Regions from separate parts of the Zea mays genome. Here region 2 is linked to region 1. Evidence: chromatin contacts called from public Hi-C data. All regions are on one chromosome and are shown on one strand. The core of a region is the stretch at or near the end of the contact, and the rest is flanking DNA. Distances in the headings are between cores, read along the strand shown. Region 1 has its middle 13 kb from the start of LOC100279117. Region 2 holds the start of LOC103638977.

The links. Hi-C and Micro-C count contacts between places; a contact is called where the count stands out from the background.
Region 2: a Hi-C map of bundle sheath shows a contact between it and region 1, with 1.9 times the contacts expected there. The contact joins the promoter of LOC103638977 here to the enhancer-like site in region 1. A contact is called at or near these places in 5 of 25 Hi-C or Micro-C datasets (bundle sheath, ear, leaf and 1 more).

The regions. Positions count from the first base shown.
Region 1 is chr9:123,751,742-123,757,976 of Zm-B73-REFERENCE-NAM-5.0, reverse strand. It overlaps the pseudogene LOC103638976. Among protein-coding and RNA genes, the nearest start is that of LOC100279117, 13 kb to the right of the region's middle. Within about 2 kb of position 4,231, at least 17 of the 20 cell types and tissues checked have an H3K27ac peak or open chromatin away from gene starts, as enhancers often do. A contact at or near this core is called in bundle sheath, ear, leaf and 1 more, where this site is marked.
Region 2 is chr9:123,857,936-123,863,493 of Zm-B73-REFERENCE-NAM-5.0, reverse strand. LOC103638977 reads left to right here and starts at 3,534. Exons shown (of 14, transcript XM_008661761.2): 1 at 3,534-4,290; 2 at 4,664-4,750; 3 at 4,939-5,039; 4 at 5,143-5,193; 5 at 5,471-5,558. The coding sequence starts at 3,886.

The DNA of each region.
Region 1 (6,235 bases), core at 2,982-5,481:
AAGCTATTCGTCAACAGGCAGCAGGCCCCTACCTGGCGCGCCAACTATCGGCGTTTCGACCCCGGGGGGTCCCTGGACCAACGAGTAAATTGTCGCCGCGTGTCCCAGCCCAGATGGGTCGGCGCGAGGCGGAGCACGAAAGGGGGCAAGAAAGAGGGAGACAGGCAAAAAAGGGGAAACCCGTGACCTTCGTATTGCCCTGCGCCCAGGTCGGGTGCGCTTGCAGTAGGGGGTTACAAGCGTCCGCGTGGGAGAGAGCGAGAGACTTTGCGCGTCGTCCCGTTCCCCCGCGTGGCCAACCTTCTCGTACGAGAGCCCTGGACCTTCCTTTTATAAGCGTAAGGAGAGGGCCCAAGTGTACAATAGGAGATGTAGCAGTGTGCTAACGTGTCTAGCAGAGAGGAGCTAGTGCCCTAAGTACATGCCGTCGTGGCAGCCGGAGAGGTCTTGGCACCCTATTCATGTGATGTCGTGGCCGTTGGAGGAGCGCTGGAGCCTTGCGGAAGGACAGCTGTCGGGGCTGTCGAGTCCTTGCTGACGTCTCCTTGCTTCCGTAAGGGGCTGAGAGCCGCCGTTGTCATGGAGCACGTTGGGCGCCATCATTATTTGTTTACCGGGGCGAGCCAGATGGGATGCCGGTCTTGTTCCCTGTAGCCTGAGCTAGCTAGGGGTAGGGTAATGATGGCCCCCTATGACGTGGTCGGCCCGAGCCCTGGGTCGGGCGAGGCGGAGGCTCCTCCGAGGTCGAGGTCGAGTTTGTCTTCCGAGGTTGAGGTCGAGTCCGAGCCTCGGGTCGGGCGAGGCAGAGACCATCGTCTGAGGCCGAGGCGGAGTTCGTCGTCTTCCGGAGCCGAGGCCGAGTCTGAGCCCTGGGGTCGGGCGAGGCGGAGTTCGTCGTCTTCCGGAGCCGAGGCTGAGTCCGAGCCCTGGGGTCGGGCGAAGCGGAGTTCGTCGTCTTCCGGAGCCGAGGCTGAGTCCGAGCCCTGGGGTCGGGCGAAGCGGAGTTCGTCGCCCGAGGCCGAGACGGGGGCCGAGCCCTGGGGTCGGGCGAGGCGGAGCTTCCTATGGCGCCCAAGGCCGGACTTGGCTGCCGTCAGCCTCACTCTATCGAGTGGCACAGCAGTCGGAGCGACGCAGGCGACGCTGTCTTCTTGTCAGGCCGGTCAGTGGAGCGGTGTCACACCCGGCTTTAAGGAACAAAGCCGGGTGCATCTCATACATGCGCCAAAGAAGACAACATATATAATAACAGAGTGTATAGAGACAAATGTCATAAAACATCAGAGTATTTATTACATAGCGGAAGACTTATTACAAAATAAAAGTGTAAACATAAAACGAACTAAGGATCGTCGGCGCCAATGTCGACTGGGAAACGCCACCTAGATCAGATCGAACTCCTCAGTGTTAGGCGGCTCATCCTGAACCACCTGATCTTCTCCTGTGGGGGGGTGTGAGACAGCAAGGGTGAGCTCACACATGATCATCGCTCAACAAGTTGTGGGGAATAATGTGACATGAACTCACCAAAGGTGGGAGCTCATGGAGTGTAAGGCTTATCAAAGAGAATGGTTAAAGCTGAGCATTGCTTTTAATGTTGGTCAAACTTTTATTAGCAATTACTAGATGTAAGTAAATACCAAACCTTAAATAAAGTAATAGAACAAATTTAATAATAAACCCATGCATATGCAAATGACAAAATTGAATTTAAGTTCCATAATTTAATCATTAGAGAGTCCTGAGCTGCTCATGACCGTGAGCTCGGCTAGTATACCAGTTTTACACTCTGCAGAGGTTGTACCCTTTACCCACAAGTCATGCTACCCATCTGCCAAGGGGTCGCGAATCCCATACACCTCTACCTAGGAAGCGCGGCAGGGCAACACTACGAGGCCTTTACAAAGTTCCACTAGCTTCCGAAAACCCGCTACAGTTTATAGGAAGCTCCAATGCAGGGTTCTTGTCTGACCGCCATCGCAGCAAAATCAACCAAGGACCTCCCTACACTGACCACTCCCCTACTGCCCTTGCCCCTTTCGGGTAAGGTAGTCTTCCACTAGCTTTCCTAATTAGTCAGCCAAGGGCGTCCCATTAAACCCTTGTGGTGGCACGTGGTTCTCAAGTTAAGCTCTATGTTCCAATTAACATTAATAATCTTGACATGAACATAAATAGAATAACAAAAGAATTGGAACACAGATATAATAAATGATTATCCCAAAACCATGTAAAGCAATAGCAAAACTACCCAAGTGATTCAGGGGTAAACAAGGTAATGAGATAAACAATCTAGGGTGACCTATTGGGTCCCATCAAAATTAACCTATGCATGAATAAGTGATATTAAGAACATTATTGGGTAAAAAGTGGTCAAGGGCACAACTTGCCTGGCACTTGAGATTCCAGGTACCAACTTGCTTTTCAGATGACACGTGTCCTCACGCTAGTCGTAGCAATACAAACAAACATGGTATAGATAAAATTAACATCACACAAAACATAAGTACAAACTGAATAATAATGATCTACGCGTTGCTACGAGACTAACGCAACTGAAACGAGTCAAATCGGAGTTAAAACGAAGGAGATACGAATTTCTTAAGGTTTTATGTATTTGATACGAGATTAATTAAGAAATAAATTTTAATACCATTTTCATATTAAAACATAGACACAGGGTGATAAACAACATTATTACTAATTTATAGGAACTAGAATGAATTAATTTGGTCGCGCTATGAATTTTATATAGATTAAACAAGTTTCTAGAATTATTTATATACTAAAAATCAATTTCTATAATCCTTCATTATTTTTCTCTGACCTCTGGACTGCGCACATAAAACAAATAACCCGGGGGTCTAACGCATAAAATTCCTTGTGACTCAGGTCTTCCCCGCGGGGATGACGGGTTTATTTCTAAAAAGCGTAGGGTCTCTTTAGCATAAATGTCGAGGCGAAGGGGTATGGACCAAAGGTATCCGTTGGATTCCCTACGGACGGCATCGACTAGACTGTTACTTAATCGAATCAGTATTTAGCGCGATCCGTCCGATCGAAGACCTATGGTGGAGATTTTATGAGGGCTAATCCAGTATCGCCCGTCCGATCAAAACGGACGGTGATGATCTCTCAGGCCGAAGCGTTAGGTACCGATCCAATCTGGGTCGTTCATTGGTCAATCGACGATCCAAAACCCTATCTCCTACCTCCGGCAGACTGGGCACGACGGCGCCCGCACGGTTCCGCGGTGGAGGTTCGCCGGCGCGCGATCTATGTGTCACCCCGGTGCTCCCACCCCAAATCAACGAGTTCACAAAGTGCCGGAGTGGTCACCGAGGCAAATCCGTTGGGCTATTACCCACTGGTTTAGGCAACAGGGGCCGGACCGCGGCACGAGTGTATCCGCGGCGGCGAAAATTCCTCCGATGAGAAATTGCGTCTACCGGTCAGATTCCAATACCTCCCTGGACGGTCCTACGCGAATATGGGAAGGTTTTGAAGAGAATAAACATGCTTACCACTGGTTTGGAGCAACGACCCAAGCTAGCCGCGGCACTAGGAATCCCGCGGTGGTCATCCCCGCCCGGTGAGAAATTGCCGCGTGGATTCCACCCGCCCTTTCGATTGCTCCCTCGCACAACTTCAACGTGAGCAACCCAAGCTTTAGGTTACCAGAATGGCGCCAGAGTCGCGTTACCAGCGGCTATCTATGGTGGCGGCGATGGTGGGCGATTCTAGGTGAGATGAGCAGCAGCGATGACGGAGGAGGTCGTTAATCTGCTTTATAGCCCAACTGGGCCGATGGTGGAAGGCGGTTGAACGGAATCGCGAGGTGCGCGCGGATTTCGGCTGTCGTGCGCATGCGGTAGACTTGGCATGAAGTCCCGCGGTGAGGATTTCGTGGATTCGGTTGGTAACAGTCCGCGGCGACTTCGACGGTAGGTGGAAGGAGGCCTCGCTACTACTGGTAAGTGGCCCGGAGTGGTCAGCGGAGGTCCGCCAGAACCGGTCGGTGCGAGTCGTGGCACGATTGCCCGAGCAGCCCCAGCCACCGTAGCGCAGTCAAGGTCCCGGCGTGGATTCCGGCTTCAGTTGAGCAGAGTCGACTGTCGCGGGAGGTGGGAGACTGTACTGGCAAACGGGCCCGCTCTATAGGTGAGTGGTTAGTCGCACACGCTTGAGGAACGCTGGGCAGTGGGCCTAGACGGTCGGCGACTCATTCTGGTGTACGCGACGCGCGCCCCTGAGACCGAGCAGTGGGCCCCGCACGGCAGTCGATCGCGCACGCCCAGTGGAACGGGATATGGGCCGTGCGTGTGTTGAGTCAATGGGCCGGAAGTGATGGTCCGCGGCCCAGGTAAGCTTTCTTCCTTTTTTCTTTTGTTTTTATTTCATGTTTTCTTTTCTCCTTTTAATTTCAAATTTAAGTCCCAAATTTGAACTTCAAATATGAATATGAATTTAGTACCCAATTAAAGGTAGACCTTAATCATACCATTTATGTTTGGGTTTATATTTTTATCAATTTTGTTTTACATTTTATGATGTTTCTTCTCTTTCTTTTCTTTTTCTATGTCATTTTGAGGTTATATCCCATGTGCCCATTAACATATTAATATATTTTTATTGACACATTTATTTTATTATCCACAAATGCACAATCCAATAAAACTCAGCATGATGCACATATTAATTTAAGTGTCATTAGCTAGTTAATGACTTTTGAGGTGTTGATTCACCTGTTATAATAAACAGAGGCAAAAACATGTGTGTAAATAAACTATGTTTTCAATTTTACATTTTTGAGTATTACAAGCGGTGAAGTGACTGCGGTCACTTCGGCTCTGTCGACTGAAGGGCGCACATCAGGATAAGGTGTCAGGCCATCCTTGCATTAAATGCTCCTGCGATACGGTCGGTCGGCGTGGCGATCTGGCCAAGGTTGCTTCTTGGCGAAGACTGGGCCTCGGGCGAGCCGAAGGTGTGTCTGTTGCTTGAGGGGGCCCTCGAGCGAGACGTGAATCCTCCGGGGTTGGCTGCCCTTGCCCGAGGCTGGGCTTGGGCGAGGCGAGATCGTGTCCCTTGAGTGGACCGAGCCTTGACTTAATCGTACCCATCAGGTCTTTGCAGCTTTGTGCTGATGGGGGTTACCAGCTGAGATTAGGAGTCTTGGGGGTACCCCTAATTATGGTCCCCGACAGTATCTAAGTTGATTCTTGCTAAAGCCTCTCCTTGATTCCCAAATCCAGCATATCCTTGAGAGTCTTTTACTTTGTCGGGTAAGTCTTGCGAAAGTACACTTCGTACTCAGGGCTTTGTCCCATGTTGTTTTAGGTGAAGGAGCGACAAACTTTTGTTGCTTCTGTTCTAAGGTGGTACCAAAGGAAGAACGCAAGGAATGAAGTGCGGGAGGAAAGGATCCTCCATTTAGGACTTTTGTGTAAAAACTTATCGGGAGGAGTTTTTGCCTCCCTTGGTATATGTAATAATATTACTCTGCACTCCTAGGATATAATCTGGTCTGTACATATTCAACTTGATCTTACTTTAAAATAAAGGTAAGTTTATGTAATTGCTTCCGCATTCTCGTAACTCCGATGCTTGTAATGTCTGCGTGACGGGTGAAACGCTCTTGGGAAAGGTGAGTAAAGCAGATACCGAACTTGTCAAGTGATTCAAGGGCACCTACAGGGTTGTCTGAGGTCCGTTGGACAAGGACAACTGTAGGTGGGCCTAATTACTTGGGAGGTTCCGCCACAGCTACGACCATCAAACACACAACTGTTTCTATGGTTCCAAAGTCCAGAGACCAAGAGTGACTAAAGAGTTCAACCTCTTTTTGGCGACTCCTTGCAGTCGATCACTAATTTTTTTCCACCAAAGCATGATATTCTTTTTTTTCTCGAAAGTGCAAGAGAACTGCGCGAAAATATATTAAGAAGGAGAAAAAGGTCCAAAAGGACCCCAAGATACAGATAAGGCCTCCATACGGCGGCCAATAACAAGCATAAATGAACCCATTCATGACAAAAATACTGCTACAAAAACAGCATTACAGCTATCTAGCTAACAGGGAGACCTGGAATGGGGGCAGTAAGCAAGGACAGCTTCTTTGCACCAGCCAAAACCCAAAGATCAATCTCCAAACCAACACTTCTAATTGCAACATCAACACTAAGACTCTTATTGTCAAAAACGCAGCCATTGCGATGTTTTCATAGGGTCCAAA
Region 2 (5,558 bases), core at 2,285-4,784, 110 kb before region 1:
GGTCCTGGTCTAGGGGTTGTAGAATGAATGCTACGCCTAGCCACCACCCCGCCTGAAGGGACCACCTCGTGTGGAGCCACCACTCCCGTGCCCGCCCTTGTGGGAACGACAGCCTCCATCGGCGGTGGAAGAAGGACGAGGGGCTGTAGGGACGATGGGTGGAGGGCGGGTAGGGGTCCCGATCGATGGAGGGCGAGGGGCCTGCCTCCCCCCGAAGGCGCCTGACTGCCCGAAGGAGCGTTGTAGAGGACCAGGGCCGAAGCGGGGTTCCTCATCTCTATGGTGAGCTCCTCGAGGAGAAGCTCATTGCACATGATGTGGAAGGTGGAAAATGGCACGATCCGCTTGATGAGAGCCTTTAGATGGTCGTAGGGAGGGCTGAGACCACGCAGAAGGTTCCACACCAAGGTAAGGTCGACGATAGGCTCGCCAAGGTCGTGGAGAGAGTCCGCCATGCCCTTCATCTGGCGACAGTACTTTCCCCCAAGTGGAGTGCCCGAGCCTCCAGGTTCCCGAGGAACTGGCCCTCGAGAGTGAGCCACACCTGGCGCGCGATGTCCGCCTGGTCACGGATGATGTTTTGTAGCTCAATGGTGATGATGCCGTTGAGCCACGAGAGGACCACACTATCCATCTGTATCCATAAGGGTGATAGTATGGTGGCAGGGGCGTCGAGGACGTGATCGGCGAGGGCATACCGCTGGAGCGTAAGGATCACCTGAGCACGCCACCGAGGGTAGTGGGAGGATGCCAGGTCAAGCACAACGAGCACGATGGATCGAGTTGTAGACCCCGACGACCATAATGTGGAGGGTGACAATGGTGTCGGCGTCAAGTCTGGAGGCGTGGGGAGCCTTAGGGGCCACCGATGGGGGTGGGGTAGGGCTGAGACCGAGGAGGAGGCGCTACGCCGTGGCCATCTGAGTGGTCAAGGCGGTGCCCATGGCGCACTCGCGCTCAAGGGCGAGAGTCGGCAGCACGCTCGTGCTCCTGGGAGGCAGCAATGGCCGCTTGGATGGTGGCGATGGCCTCGATCAACGCGGATGAAGTGGGCGGGTGAACCGATGATGACATGATGTCAGTCCATGTGGAGGCGGTGAGGGCGGGGAATCCCGGCGGGGAGCGTCGGGTGCGTAGTAGGGCAGTCCGGGGCGCGTTGGGAAGGGCTCAAGGCCGGTGATGTAGGGGTAGGGTTGGATATCGAGCCAGCTCGGCTCGTTTGAGTACGAGCTGGCTCGGCTCGTTAAGCTAACAAGCCACAGAGTCAGTTCGGCTCGTTTAGCTCGCGAGCCAGACCAAAAACAAACAATATGTATATAATGATCATTTTCTAGTTAATTCCAAACTAATTTAACAATAGAAAATAATAATTATACTCATTGTTTCACAGACCCCTCTAGCGTATGGGTCACTATAGAGGCTTCGATGCTGAGGTCTCTGCGGCTGAGGTTGACTGATCCTACTGGTCAGCGGGTATATGTATCCGACGTCGTGCTTGATAGAGACCTTCTGTACTGCTCCCATTGTCTGGACAACTGTTATCCTAAAACGCTAAACGACAAACAATCGGTCATCCTCTGTTTAGCGTTTAATCGGACTACACGGGCGTTTAAACGGACTAAAAAACGAATTATAGGATTAAACGACATAAACAACCTAAACAGTTAGCTATTGAGTAGCATTTAAACGACGTTTAAACGGTCTAAACGATCGTTTAGGATAACTGTGGTCTGGACACGGCTCGGTGATGATCTGTCTCACCGTGCCGTCGTGGCTTTAATAGTGCTAGGTCGACTCTTCCCCCTATGTAGAGGTTTTCGTCCGAGAGTCGGCTGTCGTCTTGCTGGGCTGCTCAGTAGACAGGTTGATCGGTAGGCCCGCCTTACCGGGTTGCTCGGCAGGCAGGTTGATTAACAACCCCGCCTCGACGAGTGGGTTGGTCGGCAAACCCGCCTCGCTGGGTTGCTCGACAGTGTTGCTCGGTGAGCGGGTTGGTCGTCCGTCCGCCCCACCGGGTTGTTCGGTGGGTAGGTTGGTTGGCAGATCCGCCCCGCCGAGTTGCTCGGTAGGTGGGTCGGTCGATTAATGGGTCGTCTTTGGGAGACCTTTTAGGCCTTTTTCGGGCACCCGGTTTTTAAAAAACGCGTTGTTATATTTCACGTTGATCAATTTTTATTGAATTTGACTAAAGTTTTAGAAAATACAAGTAATATTTATATATCTAAATAAGTTTATTATAAATATATTTCACAATTTATCAAATAATACTAATTATGCATTATAAATAAATATTATATATATATATTTATTAAAATTGAATATATGTTTTCCAGGAAAAAACAAGAATGACACTCTGTATTGGCCCTGTTTGGCACAACTTATTTTCAGCTTCTTCACAAATTTAAGCAGAAGTTCTACCAAACAGCTAGCTTCTGCAGCAGCTTATCAGTTCAGCTGCTTCTTAGAATACACTAAAAGCAGCCAACAAGCAGAAGCTGCTTTTCACCAGCTTATCAGATAAGCTGCTTTTTCAACAAGCGGCAGCTGTGCTAAACAGGGCCATTGTCTAGGGACTTAGGGAGAGAGTATGGCTTATTTAACAATAATATATATTTTTTAAAACTATATTTTTCAACTGTCATTGACAATGATATAGTTTGAATACAATGTTATAAATTAAGTTATGCTATAATTTTTTGGGTAGAAAGTGAAATTTTCAATACTCTAAAAATATCATAGTATCTAGAATACCATAGTTTTGAAATATAGTTTTAGGAAACCAATCAAACACCTCAATAAAATACTCTAGTATTTTTTTAGAGCATCTCCAACAACGCGATCTATAAAAACACCCTATAATTTAAAAATAAATAAATTTATATGATCTAAGATATTAACAAAATATTCTGCTCTAACAGTAAAGCCCTAAATCTAGATTATAGGGCAGTCCACTACGGTATAATATATTTGAGGTATTTGAGAGGATGTCATATATGTTTTTGACAAAATTTTACTAAATTAGACACTGTTAGAATAGTTTTTCCTATATATAGCCCTCTTGACGATGGAGAGGTCGATAGGCTCACATCTAACGCCAGACACTGACTGCGCTGGATGTGAGCCTATCGACCTCTCCATCGTCGCATTGTCTGGCGCGCGCCAAGCGCAGGGTCACCGTCACCGTGTGGTTGCGTTGAGGAGGTGAGGTGAGAAGAATTAAGGGGTACATGGACGTTAGGCTATGACGAGTGGGCCCAGTTGAACATATAACGGTAGCAATAACGGCGATGGCATTGAAGGAACCCAAAATCTAAATTGATGGCATATAAGGATTCGGTATAGATTTTAATGGCGCTCAGGGAATTTTCTCTAGTAGTTTCCGTCTCCGGCACAAAGAAACTACCCCAATGGCGCCGTCTGTGTTCGTGTAGCACAAAGAAAGATACGGCGTGGCGTACGTATCCATGTCCGACATGATATATCCTACAGTCTACAGATACTCTCTAGCTACGGGGAAATATCGTTTGAGCTCCGCTCGGTATTCTAGCTCGGGCTCGGTCGCCTCGCCACAGAGATCCATTCATCCGTGTGCCACCTTCTTCGGCGCAGCGGCGGTTGCTTTGCCCGATCTCAACCCGCGTCCTCGTCAGTCCTCAGTTCCTCACTTCTCCCCTCCTCGGCACGGGCCACCTCGCCACTCCCGAGTCCGGGCCCGCCGCGCCACCTGACCGACTCGACCGCGGCTCGCATCGGGACGCGTCCGACTCCCATGTAACAGCAGCTGGTCAGCAACAACGAGCAGCTCCTCACCCTCACTGGCAGGACCCGACCGACTCGCCCTTTGCCGCTCCGCTCCGATCGCCGCCGCCGCGGGGTTGCATTCCAATGTGGCGGCGCGGGGCGCACGCCGACGCCGCGCACCATCTCCCCACCGCGGGCCCGGGAGCGTCCTCCTCCTCCACCGCCGCCGCCTCCGCGGGCGCGGCCGCAGCGCGGAGACGGCGGCGCCCAGGGCTGCCCTGCCGCCCGAGCCACCTCTTCTTCGCGCTCCTCGTGGCACTCTTCACCGCCTCCCTGCTAGTGGTCTGGCAGCTGCTCCCCATCGGCGACGGCGACGCAGCGGAGGGGGACGGGGAGGCGCCGCCGCGCCTTCAAGGAGGCGAAGCCGGACCGATGCGGTTCTCGTCCTCCAGCCTGGCGCTGCGCGCGTTCGACGGCGAGAGCCGGCTCGAGGCCGCGAGATCCGGGCGGCGGCTGTGGGCCAGCCTCGCGCCCGTCAGAGTAGCGCTCGTGAGTGCTCCACTACCATTTTCGCGGCAGCACCTGTGAATTTTGGTAACGTTGAAAGATGCCTAGTTTTTTTAATGGTGTAATAGAGCTCTCCTGGGATTTAGTAATGTAATGCGGCGCGCTGGTCAGAGTTTAGTATTCGATGGAGGAACAGACATGCTTACCTAGATATATGCATGTCATGTATATCAGAATTTAGTATTCGATGGAGAAACAGACATGCTTACCTAGATATATGCATGCCATGTATATTGTATTGTTTGCGTGTTTTGCTGTTTCTTTATTAGTCAGGTCTACCGCCGCATATTCATTCAATTTTTATAATGCTAAAATGCATGTCATAGAGAGTTGCCTTTGGCTCCGGTTGTTTCAGGCTGTTGGAAATATGAACATAGATGCACAATCTCTGATGCTTGCAACTGTTGCGAAAAGTCTTGTGAGTCTGGGCTACGAGGTTGAGGTGAGTTTACACGCAACACTATTTTCCACAGGTTGCAAAATGCCTACTAGTTTGGTGGGTTTGCCATTCGGTTGTGATATTGTACCCTTGAGCTTGTGAAACTTGTTTTCATTGGTGACCATTCTTGATTTTTTCGATGTTGACAATACTTTATACCCCATGCCACTCATGGTGTTGCCATGGATCAGGTTTTAGCATTTACAGATGGGAAAGCTCGTGATATTTGGGAAAATATTTGTCTTGTAAATGTTGTGAACACTGGGGCTTTGAAATCTGTTGACTGGTCACAGTGAGTTGCTAATACTTTAAAATTCGAATATTTTCACTGCTATTCTTATTCCATGTCTTATTCATCTATTACCCTTCTTTTTTCTCTGTTCCTAATTTTGTAGGTACAATGCTGTGCTAGTAAGCTCTCTCGAAGGGAAAGGGGTTGTTTCAATGTGAGAATTCTTCTATAACATGTCTTATGCTCCAGGGTTGGCATGTAATAAAACACAATTTGCTAATGAAAAAACGGCTTAGATGTTTGCATTCCATTGTGTGTGTGTGGGGGGGGGGGGGGGGAGAACAGCTGATGTACTCATTGTTTTGTGAATTTATTTATTCCATTATATGACCTTTCATTTTGTTCATGTAAAATTCGTTTCTTGGAATTCATTTCCATTTTTTCTGTAGCAGTTCTTTGTTTGGCACTTAGCACATTCATATTGTTTTCAGTCTTATGCAGGAACCTTTTCGGCTTCTACCAGTGATTTGGCTTATACATGAAGACACTCTTGGACAATATCTTAGAAGTTATGCAAAG